Linked DNA regions of Gossypium hirsutum: region 1 is linked to region 2. Evidence: chromatin contacts called from public Hi-C data. All regions are on one chromosome and are shown on one strand. The core of a region is the stretch at or near the end of the contact, and the rest is flanking DNA. Distances in the headings are between cores, read along the strand shown. Region 1 overlaps LOC121228615 (small nucleolar RNA R71). Region 2 holds the start of LOC107948599 (ACT domain-containing protein ACR10).

Region 1 (6,656 bases), core at 1,275-3,774, 35 kb after region 2:
GATGAGTAAGTTGTGCTTATGCCTACTTAAGTACTATGAGTATGATGATGAATGGTAAAGTTGTTGTTATATTTATTGCATGCAACTTACTAAGTTTTATGCTTACCCTATTCCTTTCCATTTTCTTATAGCGCCGCCTAAATAGCTCAAGGACCAACAGACGTCAGAGCCAACAATCACACTATCAGCCGAAGCACTCGGTATAGTTAGATTACTTGTTTTGAGTATGGCATGTATAAGGCTTAGGCTTTAATGTTTTGTGTCGTTGGGAATTGGCCAAATGTGTTGGCTTGGGCTAAAACCCTTTATTTTGTAATAAGCCTTGAATGAGGGCTAATATTTGTTTTGTTATATATACATAAAAGATGTTATTTTCATGGATAAGTATATTGCATATGTAAAATGTTGTCTATTGTGGCTGTATATGGATCATTCTTATATTAGTGTTGATTGATTTTGTGTAGGTTATGTGAGTAAGGGTGACAATGAGGCTTGGTAGATAGCCTTATTTTTTTTTGCCCACACAGGTAGACACACAGGCGTGTGTCTAGACCGTGTGTGACACACGGTATGCCCCACAAGCGTGCGATCCGGCCGTGTGTCCCCTGCACGTGAAATTTGTAAGTTAGTATGCATGATAGTAAATACACGGGCTGAAACACGGCCGTGTGTCTCGACCGTGTGATGACCCTTAAGAATTGCTGACGTTAGAAATAGAATGTCCGGGTTTTTGCACACGGGCTAAGAACACGGGCGTGTCATGGTCGTGTGAGGGACACGGGCCATAGACACGGGCATGTGCTAGGCCGTGTGAAAACCCCTGTAGGTTCGAAATTGAAATTAATTCCACTCGGGTAAAGGACATGGGTGTGTCCCTGTATGTTTAGGCTGTGTGAGCCACACGGGCCAACAACACGACCATGTCGATTTAGTCACACGGGCATGTTGCCCCTCCCACACGGGTGTATGCCCTGTGTCTAGTGTTATTTTTCAGAGTTTGTTGAAGGACCCGAATTGGTCCTAATTGGTTTTTAAATGAACGTTTGGAGTATCGTAGGCTATATTGAAGAAGTTTAGACAAAGTTTTAAATTTGAACAGGTCTTGATGATTTAGAAACGTAGGAATGCATGTGTTCAAGGTAGGTAACGCCTCGTATTCCGTCTCGGCGTAGGGTACGGGTGTGGGGTATTACAAAGATGATGTTCAAGTCACAAATTTCATCTACCTACATCACCTTATGAAGAGATTGGTCCAAATTAGACTTAGCCCGAATAGTTTGACGCTTAGGAAATGTGGCCTATATTGGGGTCTAATACCATTAGTGCAATAATATCGTCAAATGTACTTGTAATTTTTTAAAAAAATTGGTTTAATAAAATTCTATTTTTTACATTAATACATTTTGTATAATATTCTCACGGTTTTTACAAGCAAAGCAAAATGTAAAGAAAATATTAGCTTATTGATTATCTAATGTTTAACTAATATTAAGTTGAATCATGTGGTTGGATCATAATACGAGAAAATAACTTATATTAATAGATAATCTAAATGGATCATAATAATTGAATCTAATTTTTATCTCAAAGAATTTAATGATAATAAACCTGGGTCATACTTGCCTCTATTAACTTATGCACCCTTTTAGAAAAATCGAATGATGCATCAACATTTTTAGTTAGCACATCATCCTTGGAGTAAATTTTGGTTGAAAGACATCAGTCCTCCACCCAGTGTGGATCCTCTTCTCTAAGGGTGTAAGCATGATCTTTGTATTGGAATTATATTATTGAATGCAAATGGGGACTAAAGAACTCAATAGTTAGCTTCAAAAGTAAAAATAAATAATGAATAAAGGTTGCTGTTAGTGGCGGCCACTTTGATAGAGGGAAAGAATGGGACAGGCTAACCAGTGGAAGTGAATTCTGCGTTCGAGATGTGAATGACGCCATGCTCCCAAATCTTTGGGTTAAACAATAGTTGCCTCAACTACTTGCGATAATTTCATAAATTTACATATAAAATTCTATTTTTAAAAATGTTTCTTTATAATAATGTTTTTTGTATTTTCATGATAATAAATAAATATTTTTATAAATGATTAAGTAAAATAATGCGTTGATATTATATTAAATAATCTTTTATCATTTATAACAAAAATTGTTCCTTATATAGATGGAAAAGATCTTTATTAATACCCCAAAAAATATATATCTTTATCATTTAACTTTTATTTTTCATTTAAACAAAATAATAACTGTATCAAGAATAAATAAAAATAATATTTGACATATTATTATCATTATTTTTAATTTTTAATTATTTATTAAAAATCCATAATTTGACATAAATCTTGTTACAATATTTTTAATTTATTTCTAATTTTATAAATGTTAGATATTTAAATTTTTACCATATGTCTTTATCATAATTGTATTATTTAATTTCACTTTACAATAATTATCTCAATTTCACTGTGGGTCCAATGCATTTGATAATCCAATCAAAGTGAAAATAGTGTTGTGAATTTCCAAGCATGTGGACCTACATTAACCCCCATCCAACAAGTGGAGCCAATACAAGTCTCAACTCTTTAACTCTTCACAAATAGGTTGAAAATGATGGGCTGTCATCCATAAATCCCAAAATGAAACCAAAACTAAATGAATTACCATTTGTGTTACACACTCATCTCCCACAAATTTATTCCAATCTTATCCTAAAATAAAATCCAAGTGTTTATTTATTGAAATAAATAGTTTGAATTTTCCATGTTTTGAATTTTATTGACATTTTCTTTCTTTTTGGTACTAGATTATTTTTTTAATACTTGTATAATTGATATATGCATATTTATAATTTGATTCATACGCTAACGTCATATTTGAATTGATATTTAATGTCTAAAATGTCGATTAAACTAATGAAAGGCTTGATTGATATAATATTAATATTTAAAATTTCAATTAAAACTTTTAAAAAGTTGAGCAATAATTTGATAATATTGGATGAAACTAATGCTTAATTTGATATTTATAACATATAAGTGCCAAGTTTCATTTTACTTCTTAATAATTGTGTTTTTTTTATCGTAATTGATTATTTTGATGTATTTTTAATAATTTTTATAAATTCGCTATTTTCAATTTCTAATAATTTTATATTTTTTAATAAATTTTATGGTATTTTAAATCATCTTTAGAATGAATATAGATAAATGAATGTCCATATTTATATGTACTTGAACTTCCATTTGTTTAGATTCATTCTAAATGTTCATTTTAGTAATTTTTAAATAAATTTTAAACTGTTTTTTTATTGATTGACACCACACAATATACTTATCCATGTGGCATGGCACATGTCAATTTTTAATTGCTTCCATTAATCACGTCAACATCTCTTAATGGTAAAATCAATTAACAATTTCCATTAACCAAAAAACCTAATTGATTTTTTTTTGTCATCGAAAACCAAATTGGATGCACTTTCTCTCTAATAGCTTAATTGATTTTATTTTTTTTGACTAAGAGCTTTTGAGATCATGTTGCATATTTTAAAAGACAAATTCTAAAGCATTTTGAATATACATATAAAATATTTGGAATAAATTATATTGATATTTAAATTCAAATATTGATGTTCACACAAAATTTTACTGAATAAAAATGAGAATGATTAAATAAAATATTCAAAAAAATGAATAATAGATAAAGAGTAAACGTACAATATTTAAAAGATAATATAATAGTAAAATAAAATTAAATAAAATAAAATAATTATTTATTAAGTGATAAGTAATTAAATAAAATAAATTGAATTTGTTCTTTATCAAGTGATAAGTAGCTTTTATCTAGTTATCACTCTCAACAACATTTTATAGAAAAATTAGCATTAAATAATGTTTTTTATGTATCTGCCTGCGTAGAAATTTGATCAGCGGTGAATTACTAAATAAGGTAGACATTAAATTAGTCTTTGAATCTAATAATTTTTTACTTTCTCGTAATGGAGATTATGTTGGGAAAGGTTATCTGAGTGGAGGTTTATTTGTGATTAAGACTATGCTTAATAATAATAAAGGCATCACTTATGCTTATATTATTGAATCCCTTGATATGTGACTTGCTAAATTAGGTCACATGAATATTCATTCTGTAAAAAAAACTCATAAAAATAAATATGCTCCCTAATCTAGATAGTAGTAGCTTTAATAAATGCAAAATCTATGTTAAAACCAAGCGTGCTAGACCTTCCTTAAAAACTCTTCTTGATAGGAAGACTGAACTTTTAGAGTTAGTTCATACTGATCTAGTAGACTTTAAAAACACAGAGAGGAAAGGTGGAAAACGCTACTATATAGCCTTTGTGGATGACTACTCTAGATATACAAAGGTTTATATTCTAATATCAAAAGATGAAGCTGGTAAAAGTTTTCTTCTTTATAAAGCAGAAGTAGAAAACCAGTTTGATAGGAGAATAAAATGTCTTAGATCCGATAGAGGTGGTGAATATGACATTAATTTTCTTAAAGAGGTTTTTGAAATAGACGATATTATGAGTTTTTTTGCTCCCTATTTCCCACAACATAATGGAATAGTTGAAAGGAAAACAAAACTCTAAAAGAAATTATGAATGTTTTACCCCTAAGTTTTGGTTTACCTGATAGTATGCATACTGTACTTTCTGCAAACCATATTCTTAATAAAGTGCCTCATAAAAAAATAAAATATACCCCATATGAATTATGGAAAAGTTATGCCCCTAATTTGTAATATTTGAAAGTGTGGGGGTGCTTAGCAAAAGCAAGCTTGCCTGCTTTTAAAAAGAGCATTATCAGACCTAAAACTATTGATGCTATATTTGTTGGGTATTGTAACACCCCATCCAGCGTATTTTCCAAGTTGGTGGTTTGTGTGGGTCGATTGTTGGCTAAAGTATAAGCCAAAGAAATTTGATTTACGCCCTAACCGACAAGTTAAGTTAGTGTTGGTTGTCACGCCATGATTGGCAGATTGTTTAGCTAATAAGGTAAGTTTGTAAAGACCTAGTTGAAGGTTCTTCTTTTGGTGAAGTATAGGTTACTGATCTATACATCTTGGCATGGTCGTTGTGGAGAACCCACCAATCAGTGGATTCTCTTCGCAGATCTTGTGTTGGCGGATGATAGTTGTTAAAATTAACATGTTTTAATCTCATTCTTATTGTGTTTTTGGGTGATTATTCAATGTTGATGGTGAATTTTATGCTCCAAATTATTTAAATTCATGTTTCTATACTTAGGAGAGTATTTGGGAGCAAAATGAGTGAAAAACAAACGAAAATCAGAAAATCGGAGTGAGTTACAAAAGCCATATAGGCTGGACCATTCCACACGGACTGTCACACGACCATGTGGCTAGCCGTGCCGATTTCATGAGTTGCACTCTGAACAATGGAAACATGATTTTTAATATTTTTCGAGCATTCTGAGACTTATATATGACAAAAATAAGAAGACAGGAGTGAGCCGTCATAGAATATTCAATTAATCATCCTAGAGTCAGTTGCTTTTATTCTTGAAGAGAGATATTAGCATAATTTAGAAATTTCTACGGATCAAGATACTAAGTGAAGAAATTGTGTAATTTAGATTGATAGTGACAGAAAAAATCTAGGAGAATTCTTTCTTGAGTATTATTTTGCTTTTTGGTTTTTAATCGGTTATTTTCTTGATTTGTTCTTTTCTGCGTTCGTAGTTAATTAATTTAGTTCATTTTAGTTTTAATTAATCACTCGAATTTATCAGTTAAATAATAGAAAGACGGTAATTACTAGTACTTTTAGTATTTGCGAAAATGATATCTTTGCTCATCGTAGCTATACTATTAATTGATAGGTGCACTTGCCTTAGATTCTTAGTTGGTTTATGATTGCATCAAGTTTTTGGCATCATTGTCAGGGACTAAAATATTAGGAAAATTTTATTTCTATTAATTTAGCCTTTTTTATTTTTTGTTTTTAATTTTTCATTCTAATTTTTTCGTTTGTTTGATTTTGACAGGTTCTTTTAGTTTATGACTAGAGGAAACCATTAGAACTGCTAGTGTTTGATAGTGAAATTGAAAAGAATGTTCGGAAAAATCGTACAGAGGTTATAGAAGCAAAGCAAGATCAATAGATTTTAATAGACGATCAAGAGGAAAATGATATTACTATAGAGATGGAAAATAATCAAAATGATCAACAGCCTCTTGCACCTCCTGCTTTTCGTACTATGTTAAATTTTGCTAAGCCTACCAAGATTAGGGTTGAATCGAGTATTGTCAGACTGACTATTGTTACAAACAATTTTGAGCTAAAGCTGAACACAATTCAGATGGTACAACAATATGTCCAGTTTGATGGGTTGCAAGATGAAGATCTAAATGCTTACTTGGCTAACTTTCTAGAGGTTTGCAACACATTCAAGATTAATGGTGTGTCTGATGATGCCATACACTTACGGTTATTCCCATCTCTTTCAGTAGGAAGGAAAAATAGTGGTTGAATTCACTTCCACGGGCTTCTATCACGACTTAAGATCAGATGACTGAAAAGTTTCTGTTGAAGTACTTCCCACCAGCTAAAACAACTAAGTTAAGGAATGACATCTCTTTTTTTGATCAAATTTATT
Region 2 (6,674 bases), core at 857-3,356:
ATACAGAAAGCATATCAGGGAGAGAGTTGAGGAAGTACCGAGAAGATGCAAGTATTAAGCATCTTTAGAGCAAGGGTAATGTCATAAAAAACAAGAGGCCGGCCCTTGCTTGATAACTCTACGGGATTTGCAACTAGAAGCTCAGTGTCAGGACCCCGGCTCACTACAGTTACTCTTAGTGGTTGGAGCAGTTCCATTTTCAGACGCGACGACAATGCAGTTTGCTTGCTAGGATCAACTATCTTCTTCCCATCGGATTGCATTATAAACAAGTCAATCTCACACTTTCTTCCTTGTTTTATATAGAAGCGTCCATATGAAATCTAGTCACATAACGAAACTGAGGCATTAACAGGGTGGAACTAGTTTTCAGGCTAAGCACGATTCCCTTCCCAATTGAAAATTTAAAAAGTAAAACGGAGCTTCCGCAGTTTGGAAAGGATTCAAGCCAATTATGATAGACAGATGCACATCATAATACTGAACATTGACAATAAAATTTGGAAAAACAATCTACCTGAATGTTGTAATCCTTTAGAGTTCGCGTTATGTCGTATAAAAGACCTTTATGATCTTGACAAACAATCTGAACAAGCGTGTGAGCAAGACTGAGTGAGTTGTCCATCGTGACACAAACATTGTTGGAAGTAAGTGATACACTTGGGAGGTCATTGGACATCTCTAAGTTGAAAATATCATCAGTTATTGCAGACGGAAGATATGGAGATGCTTGAGAACATGCCGTAATTTCTGGTCCAACCTTTTCAATGTTAAAGCTAATCACAGCTTCCTGCATAACATCTTCCAATGCTTTATAAGTCTCCTCTTGCCTATTTTTTGTATGTAATAATTCCCTGAAAAAAAAAATCATAATATTACCAAAGGATATGACTCAAGGTAGAGATGCAAGAGGCCTTAGCGTATCAGGGTTACCACGAGCAGTAATATCATTTAGACATACACATATGTAGTTTGAATAGAAGGCAAATACATGCTGTTTTTTAACAACTGATCCTGGCTAACAAACATAACACATAAACTGAACCTGGTGTCTGTGATGAAGAAAAGGTCCACCACTGTTCCATCAGGAGTTGTTGATACCTTCACTTTCTGTATATTGAGTTCAAGACTAGAGAGAACTTGTGTCACATCTGCCAAACCAAAACATCTAAAATTCATTCACTGATCAAAGTTTTTAACCACATTTTAGAGCTCAAAATCTTGAAAAAGGAAAAAGTGATTACCATGCAGAAGGCCTTTTCTATCAACACAACAAAGCTTGATGAGAAAGACATCAGGAGGCTTAGGAGACTGCAACTCAGAACGGTAATAAGAAATTCCAGAAGCAGAAGAGCAAGAAGGGCAAGCCTGAACTAGTCTTTTCTTCAACAATTCCCACCTTGTCGCTGGCTTACAAACCACCCAAAATACTATATAACACCATTTCCCATCCGTAGATACATCTTCACAAAACAAATCCCCCCAACATAATCATTAATTAATTTTCTTTCTTTTTTTTTAAAACATATATATATATCATAAAGAAGTCTAAACCATGTGACCAAAACTTAAGTCCAAATGATCAAACTTTTGATATACTTCCCAAATGCTCATCATTAAAACCAAAATCAAAACCAAGTTTTTAAAAAAGTAATGGAAAAAGTGGGGAAAAACATGCAAGCTTGGTTTAAAAGAACAAGGGGAGGGGGGGATTTGGAATTACCTCCTCGGACAATGCTAAGACCAAAAAAGAGCAAGATGCGGCATAAATCAGAGCCTAAACCAGTTTTATCAGGGCAGTTAACAGTGATAAGAGAGGGGTCTCCTTCTTTCTCCGACGGCCTTATAATCACAACGTCGTCATGTAGAATACCCATAGTAGTAGTATAACTTGAATGGTTGAAGAAACAGTGAAGAAGTTGGTTTTGATTAGGAATTGATTTGATATATTCTTTGGGTTTTGGTTCAATGAGAAGTTGCAGTGCTTGTTTGAGTAGTAGCGTTGTGGAGAGACAGACAGACAAAACATAAAAAGCAAAGCAAAGCAAAGCAGAGAGAGAGAGAGAGAGAGAGAGGGAAAGTTACTGCTTTGCGTTTCTTGGCTTGTGGTTCACTTGTAGGAGGAGGAGTTGTTTAGCAGTCAATTTTTCTTTCTTTCTTTTCTCGTTTTTACCGTTGGTCTCAAAATCTCGGCAACTACTCCATCCTCATCTCTAACCAATTATGTGAAGCGAATTCAAATTACATTTGAGGATATAAATACCATTAATCTGATAAGTTGGATCCTTTAAACAGTTAATTTCAAACATATAAATAAATAATTTTTAGCATTTCTTGAAATAAAAACTCAATATATCACGATAAAACGACGATATATGTTAATTTACCTTTTTCACTGGGTAAGGTAGTTAGCATGTTACGTCACTCGATGGTAAATCACCTGTACCGCACATAGGCCATCAGCCGCCATCACGTGTCCTTTACTTAAGTTGTGTTTTAATGGTCACGTGACCTTGGATTGCTCTATGACCGAGACCTCGGGAAACTTTTGCCTGTTGGATGGCTGTCCATCGGGCTTCCTTGTATTAATCAATATTTAACTTCTCCCATTTTAGATCTTGGATCCCACTCATATATGTTGCCTTTCCTTCCCTATTTTAGATTTAACTTTTTCTTTAACTATTAAAGTAATTAATTTTATTTATTTTAGGTTACATTTTAATTTTTTACTTTAATGTATTATAATATTTTAGTCATTAAATTATTAATTATAATTAATGATATAACGGTAAATTGACATAACACATTAAATATTCATTACAAACAAAAAATTTAAATTAAATTATATAATTGATATCCATATTTTTTTTTATTTTATGCAATTTAATAATTTTTTATGTTTTTTTTTAACTTTTTTTTTTATTCTCTTCTAATTCTCTCTCTATTTTCTTTCTTTCTTCATCTCTTTTAACATATTTTTTTATATTTTTTATTTGTTAAAACTTTTTTTATTAACAGACAAAACTCACTTGCAATGAATTATTAAGTAAATACGGTTGAAATAGTAATCGAGAGAAAATATCAAATTACTTGAGAAATTTTAGCATAATTATTTTTTAAATCTTAATTTTAATAAAAATAGATAAAAAAAATTTATCACATGTCTTATGGATGAATGGTGAAATTACAAAAATGATGACATTAAAATTAATTATTGTAGTAAATTAAGGGTACAAGATGTGTTTGGACTAAAATGTAATAATGAATGTAAAAAGTAAAAAAAAATACTATTAAAAATATAATATTAAAATAAGTTTGCATATAGATTAAAAACATATTTGATTTAAATAATAAATATAAATTAAATTATAGTATATAGTACTATATGGATAGGTGTCTAATTAAATGTGCATAATGTATATATGGTTATATGTATATATTATGAATTTGTATTGTTGTGTTGGCATTAAATATAGGATAGGAAACTTATTCAATTTTTTTAAAGATTTATTTTTCTCGAAATTTTAATTTTTTAAATATATAAATAGTTTATCCTAATTGTAAATTTTTAAAGTTTATATAAATAATAGCATAAATAAATTTTAGGATAGGTTTAATTTAATACTTGGCCCTCAAATTATGGTTTTTGTTTGAGTTAGGTACCTAAACTGTATTTCGTAACTAATATTGGCCCGTATGTTATACCCGTTTTAAAAAAAACTTTCGGCCAGTAAAAAATTGACACATCATTAAAATGTTATTTCCTTTTATTATAGTTGAAAAATAAAATAAGGGTAAAATTTGCTAGTAATCACCCAACTATTAGTAAATTTCTTTTTTAGTCACCCAACAATGAAAAGTTACAAAATGGTCACCAACAATTCAATTTTATCTTTTTTGGTCACCAATAGGCTAACATGGGAGCTTTTAAAATTAGCATGATAACAATTTTAACCTTCAACATTTATACATTATGTCAATTAAGTCTTGATTCTAAACAAACACATTGTAATTTGGTCATATTTGGAGTTTTGCTTTTTTTTTTCTTGACATTTTTGCCTAAAAAGCTAAAAAAACAAATTTATCATCTACATTTGATTGAAAATATACAAAAATGGAAACACCCAAAAATCCAAAACAATAAATTTTATATTTTTTCATTTTTTTTAAAAATTAACCCTCAATGTCACAAAGAAAAGTAAATTTGCAAAAAAAAAATTACACAATGTGTAAATATTGAGAGTTGGCAAAATGACCGAGGAGGATTGATGCGAGTCTCAATGCCTAATTTCAATGTCAAAAGCCAAGCAAATCATACCTAGATTCGATCAAAGACAATAGGTGAGGTCTTTTCGAGAAAAGGGGGAATGATACATGCATGGAATAAGTGAAATTTATTAAAGTCAATTCAACCAAACTATCAATTTTCAAGTTGAAAAGATTAGTCAAATTGCGACGAATTTTTGGATGAGATCTAGCTATCTATAGGCTTAGATGTCTGAATAGAGTTGAAGAGCTATCTCTTAGCTTCAAAACACACTTTGAAGTACTTGATTTTGAGTTTCAGAACTCAAGTTATAACCCTTTTAGTGAAGTCTGCGCAAGTAGAATTTCTAGATGGGAATATTACAAAAATTACAAGTTTTGGGCTTTTTAGTCGAGTTTAAATCATATTGGGTTTGAATTTCAAGCTTAATTTTTTTATATACGAGCCTAATATTGTATTTATTAAGTTTTATTATTTATTTATTCCGAATTTTGGATAACTTTTAAATATTTTAAGTTATTTAGGAGTTTTATGTCAATAAGAAAGTTTAGTTTAAAACTACTTCTTTAGGTTAATTAGAGTTTTAGTATACTTAAGAATTTTATTTGGATTTACTTAATTAGCCTATATAAATGACTCTTCATTGTACACAATTATTCAACAAGCAATTAATTCATTATTCCCTTTGAATTAATAAAATTCTCTTTAAATTTTCTTTTTAAGAATTTCTCTTGAGTTTTATTTTAAAAGAATTTTAACAATCTTTTCAGATTGTGAGGATCATCTTCAAGCTTTTTCTTGTCAAGTTTTTTTATGGAGGAGAAATTAGAGTCGTTTGAAGGGGATTGTGGATTCATTGGGTTTCCAAAGCTCCTTAGGACTTCTATGCGCCATCTTCATCTTCTTCCATCTATTTTCTTTGTTTTCTTCTTTATCCTATTTTTTTCTTGTTTAATTATTCAAAACTTTGATTTATTTATTTGTTTTGTTTTCTATCTTAATTATTTATTTTAATTTTTTCCTTTTAATTTTTTATCTGACTTGGATTTTTCTTGTGTGTGTTTCAAGTTGCGTTGAAATCTAAATTTCTTTCCAATCATTTAGAGCCCTAAGTCAAATCTATGACTTGGACAAACTTACAATCCTGTTGCGCACTCATTCTATCAAGGATTGAGATTGAATGGTCATTGATCTATTCAATTTGGACCAAATGTTTGTGAATTCGTCCAATTTGTCTATTAAGATGCATGTTTAGTTGTAACCGAATTAATTTATTAATAGTTATAAAATAAGATATTGACAAAGAAGTTGGGTTATAGAGCTAAAAAACTTATCATATCTACCGAGCTTTACCCAAATAATAATCCACTATAGTTGAACTTGTACAAGACGTGATTTAAGCCCAACTTTCTCACCAAGTTGCAACCTTTCTTTTATATACAATTTAGATCACTCTCTCATTAAAACTTTCCTTTTGAAAACTTAGTTGTAAACTGATCAACAAGAATATCATACAAACAAAGAATTCACACTAAAAAAAAATCAAACATGAGCAAAATAAGTTGATTCTGTTCTAGGAAAATTGTTGGTGAGTTAAGCAGTAAGGAAATCTTCTTCAGCAGAGAAATTCTCATCATCCACACCATGATAATGAAAAAAAGTAGTAATCACACTGGGACTAAAAGTGAAGAAATGACCCTTAACATAGTATGCATATAGTGCTCACTATTTGGATCCTTTATCATTTAATGAAGGTTGGCATAAACCTCCAAGACTACATTCTTCACAAAAGGCTTAACATAAGACACATAAAAGAGAAGTTGATTATGTTCTAGGAAAATTTCTATTTCATTATCATAAAAATCACTCTCATGGATATTCATTTCAAGTATAGAGTCTTTTTAAGCCACTACTTACATTTGTTTAGCATGTGGGAGTGAAGATGTAACACTCCTTACCCGAGTTCGATGCCGGAATAGGATATGAGGTGTTACCGGGCTTAAACACATACAAGCATACATTTCCTAGATATGAAATTTCGCTCCAAATTAAAACTTTTCACAATACCTTAATGTCCCTAATATAGGCTTACGAGGCCCCGAACACACTTTGGAATTGATTGGGGACTAATCTGTGCACTTTAAAAAACTTTGTAAAATTTCAAGCTGACAGGGGCACATGCCCATGTGGAAGGGTGCACGCCCGTGTGTCTTCTTAACATGGCCATGTTGAAGGCCTGTGTGACCTACACGGCCTGAACATATTGGGACAAGCCTGTGTCCCTAGCCCGTGCGAATTTATTTTTTGATTCGAACCTACAGGGGATTTTACATGGCTTGGCACACGCTCGTGTCCATGACCCGTATCCCCCACACGTTCGTGTCTCAGCCCGTGTGCTAAAACCTTA

The links. Hi-C and Micro-C count contacts between places; a contact is called where the count stands out from the background.
Region 1: a Hi-C map of leaf shows a contact between it and region 2, with 1.7 times the contacts expected there. The contact joins the enhancer-like site here to the promoter of LOC107948599 in region 2. A contact is called at or near these places in 7 of 34 Hi-C or Micro-C datasets (fibers, hypocotyl, leaf and 1 more).

What each region holds. Positions count from the first base shown.
Region 1 is chrA04:65,256,502-65,263,157 of Gossypium_hirsutum_v2.1, forward strand. LOC121228615 (small nucleolar RNA R71) reads right to left here; the gene lies at 6,617-6,656. Among protein-coding and RNA genes, the nearest start is that of LOC121228615, 3.4 kb to the right of the region's middle. Within about 2 kb of position 2,525, at least 2 of the 9 cell types and tissues checked have an H3K27ac peak or open chromatin away from gene starts, as enhancers often do. A contact at or near this core is called in hypocotyl and leaf, where this site is marked.
Region 2 is chrA04:65,221,440-65,228,113 of Gossypium_hirsutum_v2.1, forward strand. LOC107948599 (ACT domain-containing protein ACR10) reads right to left here and starts at 2,107. Exons shown (of 6, transcript XM_016883213.2): 1 at 1,724-2,107; 2 at 1,245-1,463; 3 at 1,046-1,151; 4 at 518-854; 5 at 39-323. The coding sequence starts at 1,877.